Linked DNA regions of Hordeum vulgare: region 2 is linked to region 1. The links are chromatin contacts, called in public Hi-C maps. All regions are on one chromosome and are shown on one strand. The core of a region is the stretch at or near the end of the contact, and the rest is flanking DNA. Distances in the headings are between cores, read along the strand shown.

The links. Hi-C and Micro-C count contacts between places; a contact is called where the count stands out from the background.
Region 2: a Hi-C map of seedling shows a contact between it and region 1, with 2.7 times the contacts expected there. The contact joins the promoter of LOC123444704 here to the promoter of LOC123440416 in region 1. A contact is called at or near these places in 2 of 6 Hi-C or Micro-C datasets (leaf and seedling) and 1 of 1 datasets of contacts at active chromatin or transcription factors (embryo).

What each region holds. Positions count from the first base shown.
Region 1 is chr3H:526,918,680-526,924,888 of MorexV3_pseudomolecules_assembly, forward strand. LOC123440416 (protein LURP-one-related 8-like) reads right to left here and starts at 3,074. Exons shown (of 1, transcript XM_045116984.1): 1 at 2,036-3,074. The coding sequence starts at 2,948. The coding sequence ends at 2,334.
Region 2 is chr3H:527,382,351-527,388,559 of MorexV3_pseudomolecules_assembly, forward strand. LOC123444704 (2,3-bisphosphoglycerate-independent phosphoglycerate mutase) reads left to right here and starts at 3,600. Exons shown (of 10, transcript XM_045121515.1): 1 at 3,600-3,707; 2 at 4,081-4,239; 3 at 4,624-4,751; 4 at 5,147-5,297; 5 at 5,413-5,616; 6 at 5,732-6,156. The coding sequence starts at 4,084.

The sequences.
Region 1 (6,209 bases), core at 1,824-4,323:
AAGTACTGAGCTTATGCGTGACGAGTAAAGGGGCAACTCGAGACGGCTCATAACTGTCAACAAAAAATGTTGTGAACAGAAGTGCTGGAGCAAACAAACAAAGTTGCAAGGGATCTTACATCCATGCCCTTAGTTGGGTGCTAATTTTTACTTTTACCCCAAAAATGAACTTAGTTGTTGTGATGCCTTTCCATCACCATTCAATTCAGTCAAAGTCATTTAGTTGGAGAACACTTAGCACATGGATATAGTAAAAAAAACACTTAGCACATGAATATAGTAAAAAAATAACACGCACATGGAATTTTAAAATTGAACCAACAATTTACATTGGAAACAAACCCTTGCACGAACTAAATTAACATGATTGTATCGTGTCGTGTGTGTGGGTGGGGGTGGGGGGCTAAAACATGAAGTTAGTTGTTGTGATGCCCTTCCATCACCATTCCATTCAATCAGAGTCATTTAAGTGGACAACACTTAACACATGGAATTCAAAAAATTAACCAATAATTATGAGGGTAAACAAACTTTGCCACGGACCAAATTAACTTGTTTGGGTCGGAGGGGGAGGGCGATATAAAATAGACCGTGCAAAATTCCCTTTTGATATTGTTTTTTCTTTTTACACATTTATAGCACCTAAATTAGATTTGGTTACATTTCAGTCGACCGGGATCAACCCATACACTTACGGAAAACACGCTGCGCCTCAGGGACACTGAACTTTGACGTTAAGCAGTTGCTCTGCCAAGTGCACCGTCCACTTGGGCGGAGGGGCGTGAGGCATTTGGGATGATTACTCGCTTAGGCTGGCCATAGTGGGGGTATTATAGCTAGTAACATAGTCTTGGGACTAGCAAACATGGTGATTTGGCAAGTAATTAAAGAAAAGAAATATGATTAGGCTGCTCACAGTGGAGAGTAACATATAGTAGTATCATGCATATGTTACTATTGTATGATACTATCTTTATAGTGTATAATATCATAAACTAGTATCATATGTGATCTTATTTATTGACATGCATGACACATAGTAGTATAGCATTTAACATGTTACGTTATCTACCTATGTTACTTTAATCCTCTCTCTCTTCTTTAATTACTTGCCACATCACCATGTTTGCTAGTCCCAAGACTATGTTACTAGCTATGATACCCCCACTATGGTCAGTCTTAGAGTAACATAGGTAGATACCATAACATGTTAAATGCTATGCTATTATGTGTCATGCATGTCAATAAATGAGATCACCTATGATACTAGTTTATGTTACTATGCACTATGAAGGTAGTAACATATAATAGTAACATATGCATGATACTACTATATGTTACTCTTCGGTATGAGCAGCCTTAAGCCCTCAATAAGCGCTACAAAGCCAAAAAGATCTACGTCTATAGGCCATAGCTGCTCCTGAGTATTTATGTGTTTGCTTCGTGAAGAAACAGCGACTAGTGCCGAACCCGAACCTCAGAGTCAGTCACAGGAGAAGGACAGACCACTCCCAGCACATGACTCACGGGCAAAAAATTCAGTGAGCCAGCCAGAGGCAAACACACAAACAACACAAGAAAACCACAGCAAGTTTTGCACGGCGCAGATCGATAGCTTGCATTAATTCACAGCCGATCGCACACGTATCATCCACAGCCCCCAGCTGGACTGACGCGCCGTTACCCAACCGAATTTCAGACCCCAGGTGTGCACGTCTCTTCTCTTCTTTCCTCTTGTCCCAAGATGAGGACGGGTCGCGGTCCTGGCAGTGCCAGTCCACACCACATGGAAACGCAGCCGGAAATGTTTCCGAAAATATGATTCCATGTTTCCACGGAGCAGGGAAAGTGGAAGAAAGATAAGACTAGAGACGGTGTCCCTGTCTAGATCTCTCTGGCGATCTCGCTCGAGAATCAAACATGCCAGAAATTCTCAAGCCACGTAACATGATCGTGGTATGTACGTATGAGAGAGATCAAGATAGCGCTCTGCACAAGACAAGATGTTATCTTGAGATTCGGAAGCTGAGGACCGTATGTGCAAAAGAACTGTTTATATTTATTTCACTCTCTTGAAAGAATATATACACAACGACAGGCCAAAAAAGACATCGATTGGCCATATACTAGCAGTACGTATATGCGATTGATTTGGGGGGCATCATCGAGCAGATGGGCTTGCTCTCATGCCCGCACACAGATCCATCGACTCTCACGGCCTCAATTCCAACCCCAAACTGATCGATTGCAAGGGGAAAAAAAAAGCTATAAGCTTGACTAAATTGAGACGTACTCCGATGAACAAACAAATTATAATTCACTATAACTAGAATCTACGTGGACCAGCTCCTGAGGAGCGACGGCCTGGAGAACATCTGCTCGAGCGCCACCACCACGGCCATGGCCAGCGACACGCCCACGCCGGGCTGCACCACCAGGCGGAACACGTCCGTCCCGACCACCGCCTTGGGCATGATCTCCGCCACCGCGCGCCGCTCGCCGTCGTACACCACGCAGCTCCGCCGCGCGTAGGACCCCTCCACCTCGTACGACGGCCCGGCGCCCGCGCCCGCGCACGCCGTCACGTACGCCATCGTCTTGCCGCGGCCGCTCCGCCGGACGGCGTACACGGGCCGCCGCGTCTCCTCGCCGGCGAACACCAGCCACTGCTCGCCCTGCAGGCTGAAGCGCTTGCGGCGGACGGTGAAGGCGGGGCGGCCGGCCGCGTCCATGAGGACGACCTCGTCGCCGGTCTCGGAGGCGTAGCTGTCGACGCGGTAGGCCAGGTCGCCCACGGCGTCGAACACCGTGAACCCCTTGCAGTCGAAGAGCAGCGACTTGCGCCACACCGTCAGCGTCGTCGGCCCCTCCGCTGCGGAGGCGGGGTTGGCCGGCGCCTTGTCGACGGCGCCCGGCGCGGGCGCCATGTTGGGGTGAACCCTCGCCATGTTAGTGTAGAGTATGGAGCAATTGAGAGCGGGCGGACAGGCAGTAGCTGGGTAGTCGGAGCTGATTGAGCTTTGGTCGCCCTGTTGGTGTTGGTTGGCTCCGTGGTAGGCGGTGGTTTATATATACACAGGTCTCGCTCGCTGGCCGGAGAAGCTGTCCACCCGAGGAAAAGGCAGAGGCATGTTGCTCTGACGTGCGTGGGGACGCAAGTGACATGGGCTGCTGCTTAACGACCTCTTCCTCCATTATTAACAAATCTTATCATGGATTGTTTGCTACTACTATTAAAAAGCAATAACAAACTTGGCTGATGCAAACACCCAAGTTACCACTCCTCAAGAACTTGAGAATGCTGCTGCATAATAATAATAAAGAGAAGGAAATCATTGGGATCAGCCGACAGATAACCATCCTGCGTCGGTCGTCTTTGTAACCGTTGGATCACATTTCAATCGGATGGTTAGAAGCAACGTATTACCGTTGGATCACATTTCAATCGGATGGTTAGAAGCAACATATTACCTAGACTAGTTTTTGCGTCTAAGTAATTGTTGTAAACTTCTTCTCCGTAATAAAACGGATGCATTGCGGGATTTATATCCCCATGATATATAGTAACCACCACTCATGCTGCTCCCTAGCTCTTCTCACGTTGCTTCGACCGCCGTCGTTGCCGACGCTTGCCGACGACATCACGCCGCGTCGGTGTGCGGTCGTCGCTGCCGCCCACCTTCATCATGAAGGTCAGCCGTTGTTGTGGGCCTGAACTCAAGCTGCGTCCCATTGTCTCGAGGGAGCACCGACGTCCATGTTTGCCGCAGGGAGCTGCGTTAGCCGTCACCCCGAGGGAGGACTGGCCTTTCTTTCGATCAGCGTGGTCACTGCTCGTTGTCTCCTACATGAGTTTCTACAACAAGGTCTTTGTTGTAGAAGAAAATTATAACAGACCCGTGTTATAAAAAAAATTCAACAAGACCTTCGTTATAAAAAATATTAAATTATAACGAGACTTCTGTTGCAAAAAAAAGTTACCACATCATTTTTATTTTCTTTTTGCAATACGCTCAAACCTTTAAATCTGATAGAATTTTCTGCCAGTAGACGGATCACAGGCTAGCTGTTTTCCTTCCATTAACAACTCGAGATCAAGCTCGTCGTTTGATTGATCGTAGATATCCACAGAAACAGCGCGACGTTTTGCATGCCGCGCCTAGCAGATTAAACCGGGTCATCATAGTACGCACGAAACGTCGACGCGTCACCCGTCGGATCTGTACACAAACTATTCACCAGTGCAGTAGATTATATCCGGCACGCGGCAGGAGGCCAGGCTTCGGGTGGGCTAGCAAGTAGCAACAGCACCCCAGCAAGAAGCAGCGGCTAGCTCTAGTCCATGCGTCGAGTCATCATCTGGGCACAGGCGGCAAAAACCAACCCCATACCGATAACATCCCGTTCAACTACAAGCGCCAACGACACGGTGATTAGCCGGTTAACCCACGACGGAAGCAGCGCCAGGAACGCGATTAACGAAGCATCCGCGCGTGCTGCTGATGCTATCTTCCGGGATTGTTAACTATTGACCGGATCTGCTTTAGCTAGTCACGATCAGGCCTGCTACCGTGACGAGGTTGATAGCTAGCCGGTGGGCTGGCTGCTACCGTGCAATTCTTCATTTGATAGCATTCGAGGTGTCGTTGATCATTGGCAGCCGAGGGAAAAATGCAGAGCTTGTGGCTGGCCCGGAGCCATCTGTGAGCTACTCATTGGCCGCCTCGGTGTCAAAACTAGCTTGACTATTTTAGATGACTAAACTACTAGGGGCACCTGTACGTACGTGTGAATAATTTAACCGGTCGTTAGATATTTGTCATTTGGGTAAGTACTGTACGTATTGTGGGAAGCCAGCTGACGTACGCAGAACTCATAACTAGTTTTTCTTTGTTGAGAGAGAGAGACAGACATGTGGAGTTGAGGAGTTGGCTCGGTGGTTCCATTGATTGTTTATAGGGAGCTGTTATTAATTAGTCGAATGATTTTTTTGAGAAAATCATCCGTCTGGTGAGCCGTTCGATTTTAAGGAGGCGGTCGTTCGATCGTAGCACAACGCATATTCCTTCTCTATACCCCAATGCAGTAGCTTTCACGCTAGCATCAGCAAAACCACTTCCATGGCAGCATCGACAGCGTCGTCGACGTTCCATTGCAACCCCGCCGACGCTACATTGCGACCTCGACGAAGTTTCGACGACCATCCAGCGTGCTTCACTGCAGCTCCGGCGGCTTCATTGTAACCCCGACGAAGTTTCGACGACCCTCCAGCGTGCTGCGGTGCAACTCCGACGTGCTTCAGTGCAACTCTGGCGGCTCACCCTCCGGCGTGCTTCACTGCAGCTCAGGTGACACTGCACCGCAGCCGCGGCGGAGCTCCAATGGCCCGGAGAGCGCTCCAATGCAGCTCTGCCGCCGATGACTTGCAGCATCAGCAGGTTGCTGCGTCGCAGCGCAGATGGTCATTGTCGAGCGTCGCGGCGCATCGCCGGCAGTAACGACGACTGACCGCCTCGAAGCTGCCACGGGAGCTCACCTCTACTCCTCTCGCGTGACTCGCAGAGATGGGGAAGAGAAAAAGATGGGAATGAGCGCTGTGTGGCAGCTCCGAAAGCTTGCAGCAGCAGCAACGAGGACCATCAACCGCCGGCGTTTGGTCCCGATCTAGCTAGAGGAAGGAGGAGGGCCTAGGAGAGAACACAGAGGGATTCTGTAGGATGAGAGAAAAAAGCGAGGCAAGGAAGAAAATGCGTGGTCGTGCGCTTGTTGCGTGGATAAGGCAGATGGATAAGCGGCGCGTAGGCTCGGTCAAGGGACGTGTGGCAATTGCTGAAGGAGGCTTACGAATCGTGGGGTCAGTCGGTTGATTTAAAGACATTTCCTTGTTTATATGTGTGTATAGTTTGACCAGTCATTAGACAATTTTCACTCGAGTAAGTACATGGTACTCCCTCGGGTGTTTTACTTTGCACAGTAGGTTGTCTTAAGTCATATTTTAATTATGGAAAAAACTTCTGACCAATGCATCATTTGTCTTGACAGTGTAAGAAAATACTCCTACTGTTTCATAATATAATAACATTTTTATAATAGTATGGTGTCGAAAACGCTTTTATATTAGTATGAGATAGAGGGAGTCCAGTCATTCACAATGCCAAACTAATGTCATTAGATCAACCATGTAGTAAACTTTTCATATTGTAATTATT
Region 2 (6,209 bases), core at 2,350-4,849, 460 kb after region 1:
TGTAGTAGGTGAAGTGAACGTTGCACGTAGAGTTGTATCGGTGATTGATAAAACTTAAAAGAATATTAATTGTACCTTTAGCTCCCCGTTGGATTCGACACTTTTACTTATCGAAAATGCCACAACATATTCACTATACTTGTGGATTATCATCTCTCTATAAGCGAGACATAGGTGAACCCTCTAAAGAAACACAATGAAATCTTCTATTGCATCACGAAGCGGCCCACTCCATAAGGCGAAGAAGGACGTGGTTGCACAAGAAAAATAAGTTGGAACTATTAGAGCATCTCTAGCAGATCCGGTAAACCCTTGCCCCGTATTTTTTTATTTAAGAGCTGCCTGTAAAAATATTGTGGTATCGTGAGGCCTTCGACGAGACATATCCGCTAAAATCGTCTCACAAAACGAGTTTACGGGATTTGTTCCACGCCGAATGCCTCGCGGTACCACAATTTTTTTGGGGCTTTACAAATTCTTGATTTTAACAACATAAACTAAATGTAATCATAATATAAATGAAAATATATAAATAAAAATGGTTCGAAAGATAATTCACAATACAACAATCGTATTCATTACAACGGATGTTCAAATTCAAATAATTAATACAACAAATTATTCAAATCATACGCAATTACATATAAAATTTATTAAATTAAAATGGGAGTCCATCACCCATAGAGCTGTCATTGATGCTCAAGAAGATCATCACTGAGCTGGTAGTGTAAAGGACTGTTCTCAATCTTCCACCGGTAGGTCTTAAGAAATGCATTGATCACATCGGCGTTCCTGACATGCTTCACACGACTACCAACAGCATCGTAATAAAACTCTAAGTTCAAACCCCTATCATCATTGATGATCATGTTGTGTAAAATTACACATGGAGTCATAATATTTGTGAGGGATTTCTTATCTCACAAGCGAGCAGGACCTCGAACAATGACAAACCAAGTTTGCAACACACTAAAAATCCTGACAATATCCGTGTGGAATGCTTCTTGTGCTTGGGAAAAATGTGCTTCTTGGTTTTGAGGTCACTAATGGTATTCGCAAATGTTGACCATGGAGGATATTGTTGAGAGGATAGTTCCCCATGGTATAGTCATGGCTACTATCGGTACAGTTGCAAGCCGGAGCTTTTCCACTAGCTCGCTGAGCAAAAGGATGAGATCAGTGCAAGACATTGATATCATTGAGAGGCATCGACAAACCGAAGAAGTAATGCCAAATTCATAAATCGTGTGAAGCCACGACTTCAACCACAATGGTAGGTTTACGTTTGTGGTCACTCCATTGCCCCACCAAAGTCACTGGATAGTTCTTTCACCTCCAATTCATGCAATCAATATTCCCAAATATGCCTAGCCATCCCCTCTCTTTGTTCATCACCATCAACTTCTTTGTGTCCTCCTCATATGGAGCTTGAAAATAATTTGGGCCAAAAATCTGGATCATTGTCTCTGCAAACACCGGCACACATTTTGATGCTGGTATCTTCCATGATGCGAAGATATTCATTGATATAGTCGGCATGAACACATATGCAAGCATTTTCATTATCGTCAATATTTTTTGATATGCACTAAACCCAAGCAAACGAGCGACATTCCTCGGGTGAGTGAATAAAGGAAATTTTGCTCGCAAGCTTCAACACCGCAAATAAAAAAGGCCTACACATTCAATATCGCTTACGAAAAGGTGACTCGGATATGTCGATACATCGGCGAAGTAGTCCGTCATGAGCATCTTGTTGTCGAGAGCTGAGTTGCTCGGAATGCATTGCCGGCCACCCATGGATCCACGGCGCTTTCTCTTCGGCCCCTTTTCAAATTTGTCGACGAGATGCAATAACATTAGGTTGTCGCCATCGTCGTCCAAAATCATCTGCTCTATGTTGGAATCATCCGACGACGACGAGGAGGAGGTACTCCAAGCATCCACCTAAAAGAAATATGCCTATGATTTTTTCGTAAATCTTGTTTGTCAAAATTGAATTAACAAATCGCTGGGCATTGAACTTACCTTTCCCTCAGGCAATTTCGCCGACAGAAATCAAGCGAGCCGCCCTTTTGTTCTCCGATGCCGGCCGAAACATATCGGCCAAAACCCTTCTTTACCACGACCCCAAATCCACGTGGCCGACTCGCTTGGCTGTCCCTTGGGCGATTCTGAGGCTCACCGGCATCGGAACCAACCGGATCCGCCAGCTACAAGGCCGCGTGACAAGCTCGAGGGCGGATCCATTGCGTCGGATGCTTACCCGAGGAGAGAAATGGTCACCTGACCTCCAAAATTGGTAAAGAAGGTGCGACGGGCGGCAGCGGAGCTACCGGACGGCGCGAGACGGTCAGGGGGCAGCTAGAGACGATGGGAAGATGCGCCGGCGCAAAAGGACGCGCGGGCCGGAAATTTCTTGATGCCAAGACGCGGAAGAGATAGGAGGACCGACAAAAAAGAGTGAGGGAACCGGTAGACACGACGGAATGGAAAATCGACGTGAACTTTTCATCATTCCGTACAAAGGTTTATCGGGCGACTGATTTTGCATGATCTGTTCGGGACGAAAAAAGTTTTCCGTTCACCGTATCGACGATTATTATAGCACAAACGGTCCGTTTTGCGGTCCCTGTTTACGGAAACGCATAGGGGCACAAGACCTACACGTGACGTGGGAAAGCGAGGGAGTCCAGCCTTTGGGCAAATCGACGGGTCGTCGCTGGGTTTTCCTGCCCCCAGGACGCCGGGGCCGCAAGAGCGACCGACTGTTTTGGTGCGCTGCGCAGCGACCAACCAACCCATGCGCGCGAGAGCGACGTGAGTCCTCTTTCTTGACCCCCCCCCGGCGGCCGGCCAACCCCGACCACTACCAGGACCTAAATTCGGCCACCCACGGCCAGCCACGCTCCTTTCCGTCCCGCGCCCGCACCTAGTAGCTTGTCGTTCAGCTTCATGGGTTCCAAAACTTGTTCCATACAACACGTTGTTTTCCACGCCGAATGACGTAGAAAGCTTGCAACCCCTCAAAAAGAAAAAAACATAGAAAGCTTGCACCGTTGCACGTAGCTCAACCGGGCGGTCTATTCGAGGGCTCGGATCGGACAGGTGGTCGGCGACTAGCAAGAAAGAACCCAGTTCTCCTTTCCCCCTTGCTGGAGAAACAATACGAAATTTAATAAAACATTCAATTAAAAACAGCATGGGAATTCGATTTTGGAAACGGCATCCGAAAGGAATATCCAACAACAAACGGCCTCTCGCTCACGCACGCCGTCACGCCCAAGTTTTCAAAAGAGGAAAGAGGACTCGTGACGGCGTGACAGCCACATGTCCCCGCGACAGGCGGCCCCATCAGGACCGTCCAATACCAGGGGCCGGGATATAAAACTGGCGGATCCCATCTACCAAATCAGGCGAAGGCAACTCAAAAAAAAATATAAAAAAAAAAAACAGGCGAAGACACCGGTAACATTGGTCCAGCCGTCCGATGGCCCGGCCCGACGCCCCCAGAGCCGATCGGGCCGTCCAACGATCTCCTTGCCCAGCACCCTAAAATTATTCGCATCCCAGGTCCCCGTGGCCCATCCATCCCTTCCCTTTATTAACACCGCGGCGGCCTCGCCTTCGCCTATTATCCTCCGCCACTCCGCTCTGCCAAAAGTTCTTCTTGTTCCGCAAACCACACGAAGGAAAAAAAAGCAAAGGTGAGAGCAATCTCCTCTCTGATCTCAATCTCAATCGCCCCCGTCCGTAAGCTCGCCGGAATTTGCTGTCCGTTTTCCCCCGATCAATCGCCGGATCTGGCCGCCCAGACACTGTTCACCAAATCTGAATTTCAGACGAAGGGAAATACAGTGTTTGTCGTTTGATTGGTCATAGCGGGGTCGTTACGCTTTAATTCGTGCTCCTGGCGCTTTTAATCCTGCTAATGGAACGGATTTCGATCGGGATACGCGTCCCGATCTGGTGATTTAGCGCGGGTTGATGATGCCGTATTCTGCTCGCCGCTCTGTGGCGCAGATCTGTGTGGATTCGTGCACCTGACATGTTTTTTTTTTTTTTTGCATGATTTTGTAGGCGATGGCGACCTCCGACTGGACGCTCCCCGACCACCCCACGCTCCCCAAGGGGAAGACGGTGGCCGTCGTCGTGCTCGACGGATGGGGCGAGGCCAGCCCTGACCAGTACAACTGCATCCATGTCGCACAGACGCCCGTCATGGATTCGCTCAAGAATGTAGGTTACCTTGGCACCTGCCATTTACCTTCGTCTGTTTAATGCGACTGCTGCTGTAGATTAAGCGTCCTGATTGTAGTTGTTGCTCTGATTTGAGTGTGATGATGAATCTGGTGTAAATGTTGGACCCTTCATTATTACTATATAAAATAGAGTCAATATTGTGCGTTCGTAGCTAGTGCACACTCATGTAATTGTCAGAGTCCCACTACAATGTTTCATATCTGGTTTACATTACTAATTCATAATATGTTGTGTCCAACCTCAACTTGTTCGGATGTTGTTCCGACAATACTTTTGCATGCTAATTTTTTACTATGCAACTTTGTTTGAGATGAGCAATTACTATGCTTAACCCTGTTTTATTTTTGGCTAAAACAAAAGGGTGCTCCTGAGAAGTGGAGACTAGTGAAGGCTCATGGAACTGCCGTTGGTCTCCCAAGTGACGACGACATGGGCAACAGTGAAGTTGGCCACAATGCTCTTGGAGCTGGCCGAATCTTTGCTCAAGGGTATGACTGTTTTCCCCCCTTTGAAATATGTATTCTCTGCTGTTAGTACCGAGTAGTGCTACTTTTTGTCATACGTTCCGATGCAGTGGTGAAAAAGTTGAACCTGACTTCAACTGGAATCTTGATAATTTTCCATCTTCATCAACTATTTTAGTAACTCTGCTAGGAAGCATGTCTTATGGATGCTAATTAGTTTTTCCTTTGGTTATTTTGCATAGTTTGATGATGAATTGTTTGAGTCGTTTGCCTAACCATGTGCTAGATTTTATCAATTATGTTGCATTATTCTGTTTCAATTGCATGATTCTTTCACATTTTCACTTTTGTATGCGATAACAATTAGCCCTGTCAGATTGTTTTCAACAAAGCTAATTAAGTATACTTAATTTCTGTAGCGCGAAGCTTGTTGATGCTGCTCTTGCTTCCGGGAAGATTTGGGAAGACGAGGGGTTCAATTACATCAAGGAATCTTTCGATAAGGGTACTCTGCACCTTATTGGTTTGTTGAGTGATGGAGGCGTCCACTCCCGGCTAGACCAAGTGCAGGTTAGCTAAGCTATCTTTGATTTACCTTGCTAATTGTGATGCATGCCAGACCATGTTGTCTTGTGAGGATTTGTCAAATATTAAATTGCTCCGTTTTGTTTCACTTTATTTTCAGTTGATTGTGAAAGGTGCCAGTGAGAGGGGAGCAAAAAGAATCCGCCTTCATATTCTTACTGATGGACGTGATGTTTTGGATGGCAGCAGTGTTGGTTTCGTAGAGACAATTGAGAAAGATCTTGCTCAGCTTCGTGAGCAGGGTGTTGATGCACGGATTGCATCTGGTGGTGGAAGGATGTATGTTACCATGGACCGCTATGAGGTATACTCTCATTTTATTGTTTACCTATGTTAGGTGCAATTTTTTGTTATCTCTTAGTTGGAAAAATACACATTTTCTTGGTGAAACTTTAGTCATGTACTTTGATTCGTTGCAGAATGACTGGAGTGTGGTCAAGCGTGGTTGGGATGCCCAGGTACTTGGAGAAGCACCATACAAATTCCAAAATGCACTTGAAGCTGTGAAGACTCTAAGAGCAGAGCCCAAGGCCAATGATCAGTATTTGCCCCCCTTTGTGATTGTTGATGAGAGTGGCAAATCGGTTGGTCCTATAGTGGACGGTGATGCAGTTGTGACTTTCAATTTCAGAGCTGATCGAATGGTTATGCTTGCGAAAGCACTTGAGTTTCCTGATTTCGATAAATTTGACCGTGTTCGTGTACCAAAAATTAAGTACGCTGGGATGCTTCAATATGATGGTGAGTTGAAGCTTCCAAGCAAGTACCTTGTTTCCCCACCTTTGATTGAGAGGACATCCGGTGAATACTTGGTGAAGAATGGTGTCCGCACCTTCGCTTGCAGGCAAGTACCTAGTTTTCCATTCTATTTGTTCCAATGCTAAGGCACTTGGTTCT